Regions from separate parts of the Mus musculus genome. Here region 2 is linked to region 1. A link is a contact called in public Hi-C data. All regions are on one chromosome and are shown on one strand. Each heading gives the region's core, a stretch centred on a gene start, on an enhancer-like site or on the middle of the called end of the contact. The rest is flanking DNA. Distances are from core to core; before and after follow the strand shown. Region 1 overlaps Ssc4d (scavenger receptor cysteine rich family, 4 domains). Region 2 holds the start of Sh2b2 (SH2B adaptor protein 2).

Region 1 (7,486 bases), core at 2,709-5,208:
ATACTCATATACCGCACATGCACTACACTCACAAGCGCTTTCAGCACGCACATGTGCGCGTACACACACATCAAAAAATGGAAAATCTGAGCCGGGTGTGGTGGCACACGCCTTTAATCCCAGCACTTGGGAGGCAGAGGCAGGCGGATTTCTGAGTTCGAGGCCAGCTTGGTCTACAAAGTGAGTTCCAGGACAGCCAGAGCTATACAGAGAAACCCTGTCTCGAAAAACAAAATAAATAAATAAATAAAATAAAATGGAGAATCTGGGCCTCAGACATGGTAACACGGCCCTGAAATCACAGCATTCCGGAGATAAGAGGACACATTCAAGTTTATTCTTATCTTGGTAATAAGTGGGGGAAGGAGAAGCAAATAGTGCCTCTACATATCCAGAATTCAGGTCTTTGGTCTCCAAAGCAGGTATCTCAGGGGTCTTGTGTGTGAGGATGGAGAACAGAAAGATCCCTATATCTTTGCTTGCACCCTACTTTCTCTGCAGAATTCTTGCACACACAGCCCCCAACAAGGAAGGTGTTAACCAGTATGGCACCCGCTACAGCCCTCCAAAATGGAAAAGGTATGTCATACGGTAGTGTGAGGCTTGGCCAAGCGGGTGGGCTGGCTATTTTACCCCTGCTGTGGGGTTCTGGACCTGCATGCCAGGTTGCTGTCCCTGGGAGACCTGGTGCATTGATTAAGTAGATGAAAATGGTTCCTTCCCTGTAAAATGTTACTTGCCCCACCCATCTCCATCCACCATCACCAGGTGAGGGCAGTGTGCGTCTGGTGGGCGGCGCCAGCCCGTGTCAAGGCCGAGTGGAGATTCTGCATGGTGGCGTCTGGGGCACTGTATGCGACGATGACTGGGGGCTGCAGGATGCTGCTGTTGTGTGCCGCCAGCTGGGCTGTGGGGTCGCCTTGGCCGCCACCACTAATGCCTTTTTCGGCTATGGTACCGGGCATATCCTGCTGGACAATGTTCACTGCGAAGGTGGCGAGCCCCGCCTGGCAGCCTGCCAGAGCCTAGGCTGGGGCGTGCACAACTGCGGACACCACGAGGATGCTGGGGTGCTCTGTGCAGGTGCCAGGGGCAGCGGGGGCGGTGCCAGGCTACGGGGCGGGGTCTTCGGAAGGAGTAAAGGTGGGAGGAGAACTGGAAGAAACTAATGGCTGAGTGGGAAAAGGGGTTGGCTATCTTTCCAGAAAGGCTTTGAAATTACCTGTACTATTCAGGCCCGCTCTGGGGAAGCAATTTGGATAACTCATTCGCACATTCTCAGTAGCTCTTATTCCTCCATTATTAGGACTGCTTCCAGAATTTTCTAGCAATTTCCAGGTATTCTTCATGGATGATTTCAGAATAAAGCAATAATATTCTAGAATGCTCCCTCAAAGATTACTTTCAAAGAACCTAACTGCAGAACCATGCCTAGCTATCTGTAACCCTGAGAATCTAATAATAGACTGCCCCCCCATATGGACCCTCTCCAATTTGGGAGGTGTTTTCAGCAAATTAAAGGTCAGCATTGGAGCAGAGTTATGTAGCTTATTTGATGGGGTGCTTTCCTAACATGCAAGAAGCCCTGGGTTTAATTTCCAGCCCCACACAAACCAGGCCTGCTGGTACATACTTACAGCTCTACTACTCCCTCAGCTACATAAAACCCTGAAGAAAAACAAAAACAAAAACAAGCCAGGCAGTGGTGGCACACGCCTTTAATCCCAGCACTTGGGAGGCAGAGGCAGGCAGATTTCTGAGTTCGAGGCCAGCCTGGTTAACAGAGTGAGTTCCAGGACAGCCAGGGCTACACAGAGAAACCCTGTCTCAAAAAACCAAAATAAATAAATAAATAAATAAAGGACTGCTGTCAAAGCTGGCCAGGGCTCATTGAATGCCAGTCCTGGATGTAAAGCTGGTCCAATGACTGACCCTTCTGTCTTCTCTCCTGCTCTAGTTCTAAGCCCTCCGACTTCCACAGCTCTGCCTCCGTCTGTCACAAAAGAAGACTGGGCACGGCACACTGGGCCAGCAGGTAAAGAGCCCGCTCTCCCCGCTGGAAAGGTTGGATGAGACAGGCAGGGGTGGGAACTAAGGAAGCTCTTCTAGAGACACAGGAAAGGGACTTGAGCAAAGGCTTTGGGGCAGATGGTAAAGATGAGCAGATGGCAGCAGATGACACCCAGAGCTCTGAAGAATTAAGGGTGGATAAGAGCTTTCTTCCTCTGTAGCCCTGGGACTCCCTTTGTAGATGAGGCTGGCCCTCAACTCACAGAGATCCACCTGCTTCTGCCTCTTGAGTGCTGGGATTAAAGATTTCTTTAAAATGCTTGAGTCAAATTAGGGGTTGCTGTTAAGGTGGGGAATTAAGAGCCCATGAGTAGGAACTCAAATCAGGAATCAAGGTTAGAGGTAAGTTTGGAATTAAAACTACAGGTATCACTGTGTGATTAAAAGTACGATAATTTAAGATTCAGGAGTTGAGGGGTGGAACTCAGGTGGTTGACTGACTGCTTATCAAGAACAAGCCCAAGCAGGGCAGTGGTGTCGCACGCCTTTAATCCCAACGCTTGAGAGGCAGAGGCAGAGGCAGGTGATCTCTGAGTTTGAGGCCAGCCTGATCTACAGAGTGAGTTCCAGGACAGCCAGGGCTACACAGAAACCCTGTCTCAAAAAAAAAAAAAAAAAACAAAAAACAAAAAACAACAACAACAAAAAAGAACAAGCCCATCTGAAGGACCACAAAACCACGAATGGTGGGTCACACCAAATTGAGGCAAGACCTCAAAAACCCAAAAGCTTTTACTCCTAGCATTCGGGAGACAGATCTCTTGTAAGTCTGAGAGATCAGTCCCTTTTTGTTTTTTTGTTTGTTTGTTTTTTTGAGACAGGGTTTCTCTGTATAGCCCTGGCTGTCCTGGAACTCACTCTGTAGACCAGGCTGGCCTCGAACTCAGAAATCCGCCTGTCTCTGCCTTCCAAGTGCTGGGATTAAAGGCATGCGCTATCACCACTGGAGATCCGGCCTATCTACATAGTGAGTTCTAGCCCAGCCAAGGCTACATACTGAGAGCTTATCTTGGGAAAAAAAGAAAATAGGGAGGAAAATCCTAAAAGATGTTTTTTACTAGACAGTGAGGTGACTCTGTGACTGAGGCAAAGTAAGCTGTGGGTGTGGTAAATGGCCTTCTTGTTCCCTTCAAAGGCTCCCTTGTCTCCGCAGCTACAGGAGTTGGTGCCTCACCTTCCAGGGACACTGTGTGGCTGACGACAGCAGCCCGGGCCTCAGGGAAGAAAAGTAAGTGGCCCTGCCCGGGTCCCGCAGGGGGGTTGGGGGGAGCGGTGGGCCAAGGGCTGCAATAGGGAGGGGAGCCTGCTGTCCCAGGTCATCCCCTGGCACCGGCCTGTGCGCCCCGCAGGCGGAAGGCTGAGGCTGGTCGGGGGCCCGAGCCCGTGCCGCGGCCGCGTGGAGGTGCTGTACGCCGGGGGTTGGGGCACCGTGTGCGACGATGACTGGGACTTCGCGGACGCGCGGGTGGCCTGTCGCGAGGCGGGTTGCGGGCCCGCGCTAGGCGCCACGGGCCTTGGTCATTTTGGCTATGGCCGAGGCCCTGTGCTGCTAGACAACGTAGGCTGCACCGGTACTGAGGCCCGCCTCAGCGACTGCTTCCATCTGGGCTGGGGACAGCACAACTGCGGCCACCACGAAGACGCCGGAGCGCTTTGTGCAGGTGAAGCTGTGGCAAGAGAGGAGGTGGAGCCGGAGTGGTGGGCGGGGCCCGACCCATAGGAGGTGCGGGCAGGGTTTATATGGAGGAAAGGTGGAGCCGTGCAAGCTGGGCGAGGACCCATGAACGCATGCGCTCACGTCTATGGGCGGGCCTGAATCAGGAGAGGGGTGGGTATCCTGTAGGGGCGGGACAAGATGTGGTTGAGCTGGGCGATGCGTGGGCCATGACGGTCCTGTGGGCGGAGCCTCTTTTAGCTCACAGTCGGGAGTGGGGCCGAGTCTGAGGAGGCCTGGGTGGGGTCGTGCGCAGGAGCTCCCTGCTGTGGGAGCGAGCGGAAGCTGCGTAGCTTTCTGGCTGGCCTAGGACTGGGAAGGCGAAAGTGAAGCAGGGCACAGGGTTTGTGGGCGGGGCCTGATAGCAGGAGCTGCGGTGGAGGAATGGGCGTGGCGCTCTCTGCTGCACTGCAGCGGAAGTATTGCACATAGCAGGGGGTGGGGGTGGGGTGGGGGGGGTGGATGCTCCTGCACTCTCGCTGTTGAGCCTTAGGGGTGTAACCGGAAGGGCGATTTGTCTGCAGGGGGTGACTAGGGCGCGGTCAAGGGAGCACTCGTGCTGTGCTATCCAATTTATAGTCTCTGCTGCTAGTGATTGGTAGGAAGCAGGAGTGGCTGACGGCTTTCCCAAAACTAGCCTTTGACTTTTCAGAGATACCAATGAAAACAGGTGTGTACAAAGTCTGGCAGGACACTGTCAATCCCTTGTTCCCGTATCTCCACCTTTACTTGATGCCTAGACCTAGGGGGTCCTCCAGTCTCCTACCTTAGGTTGGCAGGTCTTTGAGGTTCTTTCTGTCTTTCTGTACAACTTGGGAAGGTTGGGAGAATTGATCTGGTTCTAGGGAGCATATGTTCCCCACCATGACAACCATCTCTTTTTTTATGCCCCTGCTGAGCCAGGCCCAGAGGAACTGGGACTCCAAGTCCAGCAGGCTGGTTCTGAGACCACCCGAATGCCCAGTCCTCGGCCCAGAGATGGTAGGTGTTTACTGCCACTGAAAATGAGGTTGGAACTTTAGGGATAAGATGGACCTGGAGTGATAAAACACTACAGCAACCTAGAGATTTCTCCACTTGGGATCAAACAAACTGAAGAAATGAGAGAATGCAGAATTAGGCATGGTGGCCTATGGCTTTCATTCCAGCATTCTGGAGACTTGGGTCAGAAGGACAGTAACTTCAAGGCCTGCCTGAACAACATACAAGGGCTCATGGAAAAACAAACAACAAATTAGCCCAGGGAATGTAGGTGTGGAAGTGGGGACAGTAAACTTTGAGGGTCAGGATAAGACATGGTCATAGTTTGCAAACAGCCTGTGGCTAAGGGGCTGAGACTGTCTGTTGAGGGTCTCACTACATAGCTCTGGCTGACCATTGCTGTGTCGAACAGGCTAGGCTTGAACTCACAGAGATCTGCTTGCCTCTGCCTTCTTAGTGTTGGGATCAGAGGTGTGTGCCAACTTGTCCAGCATTATTTATTGGTGTCTGTGTACCCGTGTATATGCATGATATGTTCACACATGTGAAGGCAAAACAGTATGAAGGAATGTGAAGGTCAGAGGACAACCTGTGGTGGCAAGTGCCCTCAACTGTAGAGCCATCTCTTGGGTCCCATGATCCCATGGGCTCTTCTGACCCAGGCCTTATCTCCAACACAGGGCACCTCCGTCTGGCTAGTGGAACACACCGATGTGAGGGGCGCGTAGAACTCTTCCTAGGACAACGGTGGGGCACTGTTTGTGATGATGCCTGGGACCTACGGGCAGCCATTGTCCTGTGCCGTCAGCTGGGATGTGGCCAGGCTCTCGCAGCCCCGGGAGAGGCCCACTTTGGCCCAGGCCGAGGCCCAATCCTCTTGGACAATGTCAAATGCCGAGGAGATGAGAGCACCTTGCTACTGTGCTCTCATATCCGCTGGGATGTCCACAACTGTGACCACAGCGAGGATGCCAGTGTCTTGTGCCAGCCATTGTGACCCAGATGGCTCTGTACTCCATACCATATCAAAGGAGCCTATGAGGAACTGCCTGTCCTTTCCCAGGATGCCTTCCTATGATAGCTCGGGTTCCTGGTACCCCTTTCTCCCCGTGCATGGGAGAGATGCAGTACCTGCCCGAGTCCTCTTACTGTGTGTCCCGAGACTGTTATCACCTGCGGAAGGCCCAATACAGTGAACATAGCAATGTTTTGCTCAGCCAAATCAGAAAATGTGAGAGAATAACCCACTTCTCTTTGGGGGAACTCATATAGTACCCCCAATCCTTCCCTTCTGCACCCACATCCATGAGGCTTGGGCTGTCTGTAAATGCCTTCAAACCCTTACCGTGACCTCTCTTGGTCTCCTGCTAAAAGTGGGGAGACAAAGGGGTTGGGGTGCTCTTTTCTATAGACTGGCAGGGGACTGCAGAAGAACCAGGCCATCACCTTCCCTGCTGGGTGAGGACCTGGACTCAGATGGTGCTCCGCTGAACAAGGGGGCTGCAGGGGCCAAAACAGGGACCAGAGGAGCCCTTCCTGCAGCTTCTCTGATTTCCACTGCCCCCCCCCCCCCAGCACAGAGCCTCCATTTTGCAGTAACAAAGAACCCTGGAGGCCCATAGCCACTGTCCTTAGGTGCCAAGTCAATAAAGCATTATCTCCCCCAGTCTTTTAACTGAGGTCATTGTTTGAGAACCTGTACCATGGCTACTGGAAAAACTCCAGGAAGGACTTTCTGGAGAAAACTGGCATGGCGATGAAAGGCTGTGGTCCAAGAGCAGCATCATCCAGTTCTCCAGAGCCCATCACGGCCGGGAAATGCTGACTCACCATGGCAAGCCTCAGGCTCCTCAGTGGAGTGTCTGGTCATCCTCCATTGGGCTACACACACACACAAATCTAGATCCAGGAAAGGAGAGGCAGTAGGGCACGATGGTGCATGTTTGTAATGCCGGTGCTCGGGGTGCCGAAGAAGGGCGTTCTGCGGGTGGGGTGGGGTTCCAGGCCAGCCAGAGCTGCAGAGTGAGAGAAGCTGACTGAATAGGCCCAGAAAATAAAATGGCAGAAAAACGGAAAAAAACAAAACAAAACAACCCTCCTCTGGTCAACCTGTGATATTCCCTCTTTAAAGGGATCACAGGAATGAAGATCAGGAGTTCAAAGCTATCCTCAACTACATAACCATTCAAGGCCAGCTTAGACTACTAGATACCTGGGGGTAGGGGTTGCTGGGAGACCCTGCCTGAATTAGTGGTGGCAAAGATCTGTAATTCAGCACGTACATGCTTAAGCAGGTGGATTAGGAGTTTAAAGCAGCCTGAACTTCTAGAAAGGCCACACTACCCTCTCCACTTTCTCTGCCTATGAATTTCTATATTAGTTTTGTTTGCTTTTTGTTTTAGTTTTTCAAGACAGGTTGGTTTTGTTTGTTTGTTTGCTGTATAGCCCCGGCTTTCCTGTAACCCAGTCTATAGACCATGCTAATCTTAAATTCAGAGGTCTGCCTGCCTCTGCCTCCTGAGAGCTGGCATCCATTTTCATGTGTGAGTTGTTATATTTTGTTCTCATTCATTGCTGCCCTCTTTATGCCTTTGCTGTTCTCTGATGCTTCCTTTAGACTCCATTCCTGCTTGCTTGGGTTGGTTTGATTGCTTTGTTTTGCTGTGGTAGGACTGGGGATTAAACCTAGGCTGGTGAGATGGCTCAGTGGTTAAGAGCACA
Region 2 (7,486 bases), core at 2,890-5,389, 280 kb before region 1:
CTCCTGCTCCAGCCTCTGGCATAGCTCCCAACCTAGTGTCTCCAGCCCTGTAGTCACCCATCTTCTGCACTGTCTCAGCTGTGTTCCTCTTCCCTCAGGTTCGCCGATCATCTGCACAAATTCCACGAGAGTGACAACGGAGCAGCAGCTGGTGACTTATGGCAGTGACCCCCAGGCTCACCGGAGATGTGTTGGCTGCTGCCCCCTCCCCTGTTTGATCAGCTGCTTCTAATGATGTAGCCTTCCCCTCTCCCACTCCCACCCCCCCAAAAAAAAATCCCCCATGGAAACTGTCTCTGTCTTCAGCTAACAGCTGCCAGGAGCTCAGATCCCCAGCTCCTTTCAAAGGTTGTCACGGCTTCATTGGAGCCCTAAAGTTCAAACAACCCAGCTAGTCTGACACCCCTGAGGCTCCACCCTCGGTCTAGTCACCTGACCTGGGCTCCACCCACATCAGAACCTCTAGCCCTGGTGGCAGAGTTTTCTGTGATACATATTGTCACTACCCAGTCTGGCATTTCTATAGCCTCTCTTAGGACCCCGCCACACAATAAAATAGTTGGGAGGCTCGTCTAGGCCCCAGGCTTTTCATCTGCCCTATTACCTGGCAGGGCGGGAAGCGGCTTTGATAAAACCTTAACTGTAATCCCGAAGACAGGGAGCCCATAGAGGGCGGGATGGTTTCCACTACCCCTTCCCTGCACCCAGTCCATGATTTGAGTTCTGCTTGCTTCTTTAGCAAAATATTCTGGTTTCTAGAAGAGGAAGTCTGTCCAACAAGGCCCCTGTGCCTCAGGCACCACAGACCACACGGTCTGAGGCCCCAGCAAAACCGATCCTGGGCCACAATAGCAAGGCCAACTCTCAGGACCTCAGGCAGACCCTCCTCTGCTGGGTTTAATCTTCTTCAGCTTCGCAAGAAATAAAGAATCATTGCAGCCACAGTGGGGTCTTTTATTCTGTGACTCCTCAGCTGAACATTGAGTGTCTGAGAGACTGGTGGGTGCCTGCAGCACCTGCCCCCTGGAGCTTACCTGGCATATAGGTAGGCTCTCTCCCATTCTTCCTATCCTCAGAAATGCTATGAGTATGTCCAGAGCATTCCTGGAACCCAGACCAGAGTGTCAGAGTTTGTTGAGTACAGCCCCCTCCAAACCAGAAATATATTCTTTATTCCCAAACAACCTGTTGGATCTCAGTATTACAGCCTGCCTAGAATCCCCCAGGGAGGGGCTGGGGGCGTGGCTCAGTGGTGGAGCCCCTGCCTAGAATCCCCCAGGGAGGGGCTGGGGGCGTGGTTCAGTGGTAGAGCCCCTGTTAGAATCCCCCAGGGAGGGGCTGGGGGTGTGTCTCAGTGGTAGAGCCCCTGCCTAGAATCCCCTAGTGAGGGGGCTGGGGGCGTGGCTCAGTGGTAGAGCCCCTGCCTAGAGTCCTCCAGGGAGGGGCTGGGGCGTAGCTCAGTGGTAGAGTGTTACCTAGCATGTACAAGACCCTGAGTAGAGTCCCCACCCCAAAAGATAAATAACACCTGATAGATAAAGATACATAGATTCCTAGCAGTCAGGATCATTACTTCAGTCTGAGCTACAACAGCAACACTGTCTCATAAAACCACACATGACAGAGTACTCATCAGTTAGTCAGACCAGCCATGGCTGAGGGCCTGACGTGTCCCAACAGGCTCATGTCACCTCCCTGTCAACTTCTGGGGAGTCTCTGCTTCTATTTCTTTGTGCCCCAGAGCTATGTATGAAGCGTGCATCTTTTTTTTTCTTGGGTCCCTGCTTGCCAAATGTACCAAAGCCATCACACTCCAGCAATCTGAGAACCAACTTTCCCCAGTCTGTCCCACTCACAAAGCAAGACTTACTGGGAGCTGGGCAATGGTGATGCACGCTTCTGATCCCAACACTCAGGGACCAGGAGCAGGTGGCTCTCTGTGAGTTCAAGACCAGCCTAGTTCTACTGAGTGAGTTCCAGGACAGCCAGGGCTACCCAAAAAAAAAAAAAAAAAAAAAAAAAAAATCCTGTCTTTGAAAAAGAAAGGCCGGGAGGGGAGTTCTGGAGAGATGGCTCAGTGGTTAAGAGCACTCACTGCTCTTCTGAAGGTCCTGAGTTCAATTCCCAGCACCCACACAGTAGTTGACACCTGTCTGATTCCATCTTGTGTGCAAGGTACTAATATACATAAAATATATTTTTTTAAAAAAAGACTCACTGGGCTATGTCCATGTCAGGTTTAATTCCAAGCTTTCTCTGATCTCTGCATCCAGGGAGGCCCCTCCTTCAGAGCCCACCATAAAAGCACCCCTTATCATCTGTCCTAGCTGATTTTCCTCCAAGGCCCCAAAGTCTTCTATCCTCAGGGAGCCCGGATGCACCTGTCACCCTTAAACCTCATTCCAATCTCCATGACAGCTGCTCTCAGCCAATCACTGCCACCCTCCTTCTATGTGTCCTGTCAGTTCCTCATGTGGGTTAGACTCACTCCTCACTTCCTCCTCTGAGAGATCAGAACCATTGTCTTATTCTGGGTTTCCCATCCCAGAATCCTCGCCAGTCACTGACAGCTCACCATTGAATTTAAGCCACAACTTAGATCCAGGTAAGTCCTCTTTCATGTCCCCAGCATCCCATCTCCCTAAGCAGTGGGGACAGTGGGTTCTATAGCCAGACCACCCAGGGGTTCAGTTTCTCTCTCACCCCTATACTACCCTTCCTGACTGGGAACCTCCTGGTTCACAGCCACATGAGTTCAATCAATGGCTGGATTCCAGCCTAAACTTTCATTAAGTGTTTGCTGGCCAGGTCTAGAGACAGGGCAGCTGCTGGTCCCTGTGTGGCTGAGAAGAAACAGGTACCCAGGCAGGCCTCAACAGAGGTCTGGCTGGTTTCGGTGGCCCCCAGCAAGTTCCCATGTGCTCAGCACACCCCATCTCTCCAATGTCAGCCCAGTTCCCCCAGCCCCATGCCACCCCTGCTGCTTCCTGGAAAATAATCAGTGAATCTGATTTCCTGTGAGTGAAAGGACTTTACAAAGGTCAGAGGCCACCCCGTGTGGGAGGAGGGCAGCAGATGGAGGCACTCCAGGCAGATCACAGCCTGAGGTCAACACAGACAGAAGTCTCCCTGAAATGGGGAGCAAGGAGGAGAGGAGAGCAGGCCCAAGGGACCATATCCACTGCAGAAGCCACAGGCCTCACCTCTGAGCATCCCCTCACACACCTGTGGGGTTTTGTCGTTTTTTTCGTTTTTTGGCTTTTTGAGACAGTATGTACCCTAGGCTGGTCTCAAACTATTGCTTCCCTCCTCCGTCCGAAGCGCGTTGGGATTATGGGCATGTGTCAACCCCATCTGACTCCTCCCCGCGCCTCTAGTCACCAGGTTATTCCATCTCCTCTGGTCTCTTTACCCCTCGGGATGCCCTAGAGCGCCACCAGAGAAGTCAGGCCAGGCAATACCTAGTTCTGGTTCTGTCGCCAACCCAGAGTGAGGACTTCGCAGAATCCTGGACGACCTCAGACACCTCTCCTGGTGGGACCAGAGTAAAGCTGAGTGGGGAGGACCTGTGTGTAGGAGCTCTTCCCCAGATCCGAAATCCTGGGCGGTTTCCCGCACCCCGAGGGCAGGAGGAAGACAGGGGGCGTGGCTCTGGGCTCCTGGATGTTGAGAACCAGACAGACATTTCCTTGGTTGCGACATCTGGACCTCCTCGAGGCTTCCATTGTCCTCTGGCGGAGGGTCGGCCTACAGCGCCCGCCCCTGTCTGACTCTCAGTAACCCAGAGACATTTATAGGGTGTCCACGCCCGGGGTGACCCATCACGTAGAACATCCTCCAATCCTGCCCTTGGGGGCCACCACCCTGGGCTTCGGGAGACGCTCCCACACGAGAGGGATTCCTTCGACTGGCAACGAGACCTGGGCACCCGGGTCTTTCTGCTCAGCCACTGTCCGGAGGAAGACAGAGCGGTTAGCCGGCGCCACTGGGGCTCCGGAGAGAGAGCCGGGGTTGGGGGTTGGGGAAGGACTTGGGAGCGTGGCTAGTGGCTCGCGCCGCGTGGGCGGGGGGTGCGGCAAAGGAGGGGCCTGAAGCGGGGGGGCGTGTTGGGGCGGGGCTAGTGGTGGGGCGGGGCCCAGAGGCGCGCGCTGCTCAGGCAAGGAGGAGGGCCAGGGGCGCGCGGCGCGCGAGTCTGGGATCGGAGCGCGCGGAGCTCGGGAGCCTGAAGAGGGAGAGAACCTCAAGGGGGCCGCACCAGGACCGCCAAGACCGCCTCGCAAGCTGCAGGCCAGGGAAGCGGGAGCCACCCCCGCTGCCGCCGCCACCGGCCACCAAGGGCGGAGCTACGGCCCGGAGGGCCATGCGCCACCGGGTCCGGGGATCCCAGCCGCGGTCCGGGCAGCGCTCCTCCGGCGCCCCAGCCCGCGCGGCCGAAGCTGCGCGCCTGTAGGTACGGCCTGCTTGTTCTCAGCTCCCTGTCCCCACGGTCCTTTACTCTACCCGGTGCCCAGCTGTCCCCGAGGGTGTGTGTGTGTGTGTGTGTGTGTGTGTGTGTGTGTGTGTGTGTGATGAGGTGTGTGGTGTGTGCTCACCGCCTCCCCGGGAAGCGCGGTCGCACGCGCCCGGGTCCGAGCGTGTCTTTGTGTGCACCGGTGGGAGGGAGGAGGACGCGCGACAGAGGGGGATGAACCCCTCTGGGATCGGATCCTAGACCCACTGCCCAGGAGAAGTGGAGAGTAACGGGAAGCTGAGGTGGGAGAAAGAAGCCACCTCTGGAGCAGCTGAGCCCCTTTCCCCTCATCAGACCCTGGCTGGTTGGAGGGGCGAGCGCAGCTGGTCCTCTACAGGAAGGGATCCGATGCTGGGGGGAGGGGACGTTCAGGTCTCTTCCAGGGTCTGGGAGGAGGTGGGTCAACACAGCATGAGGGTGATGGCTACACGCTGGGGTCTCGCTGGGCCACAGTGACCCCGTGGGGACACTCTCTTTCCGGCCCAGGCCCTCTTTCCCACGGCCACTATTCGTGACCCGCCCACTCTGGAGCTCCGGAGCAGCCCCGGGTTTGAGAGGAGGATCGCCGAGGGTGACAGGCCGGCGCCTTTAAGAAGGGGCGGGTTAGTGCCCTCCATTCAGCCCCTTCGGCCTAGGCCATTGATGAACCTGTGAGCTGCGCGTGTAGGAAACGCGCCAGGGCTGCGGGCCGGAGCCAGGCAGAGGCTGGGACGCGCCAGGGCTTTCCTACCCTTCCACCCTCGCATAGAGTCCCTCAGTGGAGTCTTTGAGGTCAGAAGTCTGCAGTGATCGGACAGTCGCAGGGTATCCCCCAAAGAGGCTGTGAACGTGGGTAAACCAGAGTCTAGTTCACCAGAGGTGATGTAGGGGGTGGGGCTGTCAGACCAGTGTTGAGCTTCATCTCTGCCCCTTTGTGGAATTTTTAAAAATTTTTGCTTGTTTATTTATGAGTGTGTGTGTGTGTGTGTGTGTGTGTGTGTGTGTGTGTGTGAGTGTGTGAGGACAACTTTCGAGAGTCAGTTCTTTCTTTACATGGGTTCTGGGGACCGAACTCAGGTCATCAGGCTTGGCGCACGTCTTGTTACCACTGAGCCATCTCATCAACCTGATCTCTGTCTGCCCCCTGAGCTGAATTACCTCGTGTGCCAAATAAGTGTTTCTGCCAGGGGATCTGATGGAATTGCTCCTCTTGGGGAGCACCCTTCCTACTTGGGCAGTCACCCCCCAGATAAGTGGTTCCCCCAGGAGGCTGTAAGGAACGGGGAATCTGAAACCGCTACACTGTATCACCTTCAATATATATCTTTTGATTTCCAAGATGTCTGGGGGGGAAAAAATCTTTCAAAATCCCATTCGGCTAGTGTGAGGCATCATGGTTTTGTTTGCTTAGTTGTTGTTGTTTGAGACAGTCTCACTATGGCCTGAAACTCTCTATGTAGACCAGGCTTGAAGTGAGAGAGATTTCTGCCTGTATTTAATTGATTCTTTTTTTTTCCATTTTTTATTAGGTATTTAGCTCATTTACATTTCCAATGCTATACATATTTAATTGATTCTTAAATTATATTTATTCCTGTTGGTGGTGGTGGTGGGAGTGGTGTGTGTGTGATGTGTGTGGGCACATATGCCTCCGAGCACATGCAAAGATCTGTGGACTTTTCGGTCTCTCTTTCCACCTTTATGTGGGGCTCCAGGGGTGAGCTCACAAGGTGAGATGGTGAGCGCCTTCCCCTGCTAAGTAGGCTGCTTCACCAGCCTGAGGCAGGGTGGGTTTCATGGGGCAGGGCCACAGAGCCAGAGTTTGCCAGCTACTGCTTTCTTGAACCCATCTCCCTTAGTCTCGGTAAGGACTACACATGCTCCTGGAAGGAGTGACCCTCGGTAGTGAGGACTGTGGGTGATCCGGAACTGAGCAGTTTTGGGGAGTAGAGAGTTAATGCTCACACTTTCTTTCCCCCAGTTGTGAAGAAACTCTTCCCAAAGCTTCTTAGTCCCTCTTACCTACTTACTAGGAGTCCCCAAGGAAGACATGGAACACACACCCAGGGAAGAGGGGGAGGGAAGGAGGATGGGAGGGAGGGAGGGGGAGGGGAGAGGGAGAGGAGTGCTGAAGGTAAGGGACAGCTAGCCAGTGGAGTCTCTGCCTCCCAGGGCTAACTAACTTGATCTCAGCTGACCTGTGCCAAACTCTGAGCATTGTCACAAAACAAATTTAGGGGACGTAGAATGATTTGCCCAAAGTCACTCAGTCCCCAGATCAGAGACTCCCAAGCCACTTCCCCTGGGCAAGAGCTTAAGCTCTGATGTTGTTGTTGTTGTTGTAATTTTTGTTGTTGTTGTTGTTGTAATTTTTATAACATTTATTTGTGTGTGTGTGTTACGGGCATGCCCTGCTGTGGCATACATGTGGACATCAGAAGACAACTTTGGAAGTCAGCTTTCTCCTTCCACCATGTGGGTCCTGGGGATGCCACTAGGGTCATCAGACTTGGTGGCAAACACCTTTACCTACGAAGTCATTTTAATAGCCCTTGGTTTTTTTTTTGTTTTGTTTTGTTTTGTTTTGTTTTTGTTTTGAGTCAGGGTTTCTCTGTGTAGCCCTGTCTATCCTGGAACTCACTTTGTAGACCAGGCTGCCCTAGTACTCCCAGAGATCCTCCTGCCTCTGCCTCCTGAGTGCTGGGATCAACGGTGTGCACTGCTATCACCAGCTGGTGTTCTTATTTGTTTCGAGATAAGAGCCTTGTGCAGCCCTGAACATCTCCCTCTGTTACCAAGGCTGAACTCCAGGAGCTCATGACTCCACCTCCTAACTGTTGGGGTGTGCACTGCCACGCCCAAAGCTGATTCTTATTTCTCGCATGGTCCCCTGAACCCTGGCAAAGTATAAGGGAGGGTTTTCAGGTGTCGTGAACCTCCAGGCTGCAGTCCCCATGGGGGGAGATTTAATTAGTCTTCGAGCCTGCCTCGCTGTCT

What was found. Hi-C and Micro-C count contacts between places; a contact is called where the count stands out from the background.
Region 2: a contact with region 1 is called in a Hi-C map of embryonic stem cells, with 4 times the contacts expected there. The contact joins the promoter of Sh2b2 here to the enhancer-like site in region 1. A contact is called at or near these places in 2 of 15 datasets of contacts at CTCF or cohesin (embryonic stem cells and large pre-B cells), 24 of 484 Hi-C or Micro-C datasets (B cells, the Ba/F3 cell line, the G1E-ER4 cell line and 6 more), 4 of 115 datasets of contacts at active chromatin or transcription factors (bone marrow-derived macrophages, embryonic stem cells and microglia) and 4 of 9 other capture datasets (adipose tissue, embryonic stem cells, liver and 1 more).

Annotation. Positions count from the first base shown.
Region 1 is chr5:135,959,168-135,966,653 of GRCm38.p6, reverse strand. It overlaps Ssc4d (scavenger receptor cysteine rich family, 4 domains), which reads left to right. Exons shown (of 11, transcript NM_001160366.1): 5 at 502-579; 6 at 769-1,083; 7 at 1,958-2,035; 8 at 3,224-3,298; 9 at 3,420-3,731; 10 at 4,688-4,765; 11 at 5,446-6,431. The coding sequence ends at 5,762. Among named protein-coding and RNA genes, the nearest start is that of Ssc4d, 12 kb to the left of the region's middle. Within about 2 kb of position 3,958, at least 418 of the 459 cell types and tissues checked have an H3K27ac peak or open chromatin away from gene starts, as enhancers often do. A contact at or near this core is called in B cells, the Ba/F3 cell line, the G1E-ER4 cell line and 10 more, where this site is marked.
Region 2 is chr5:136,241,593-136,249,078 of GRCm38.p6, reverse strand. Sh2b2 (SH2B adaptor protein 2) reads left to right here and starts at 4,139. Exons shown (of 9, transcript NM_018825.4): 1 at 4,139-4,450. Gm30408 (a long non-coding RNA gene) reads right to left here and starts at 3,644. Exons shown (of 4, transcript XR_868600.2): 1 at 3,462-3,644; 2 at 1,035-1,104. It also overlaps a transcript of Cux1 not described here.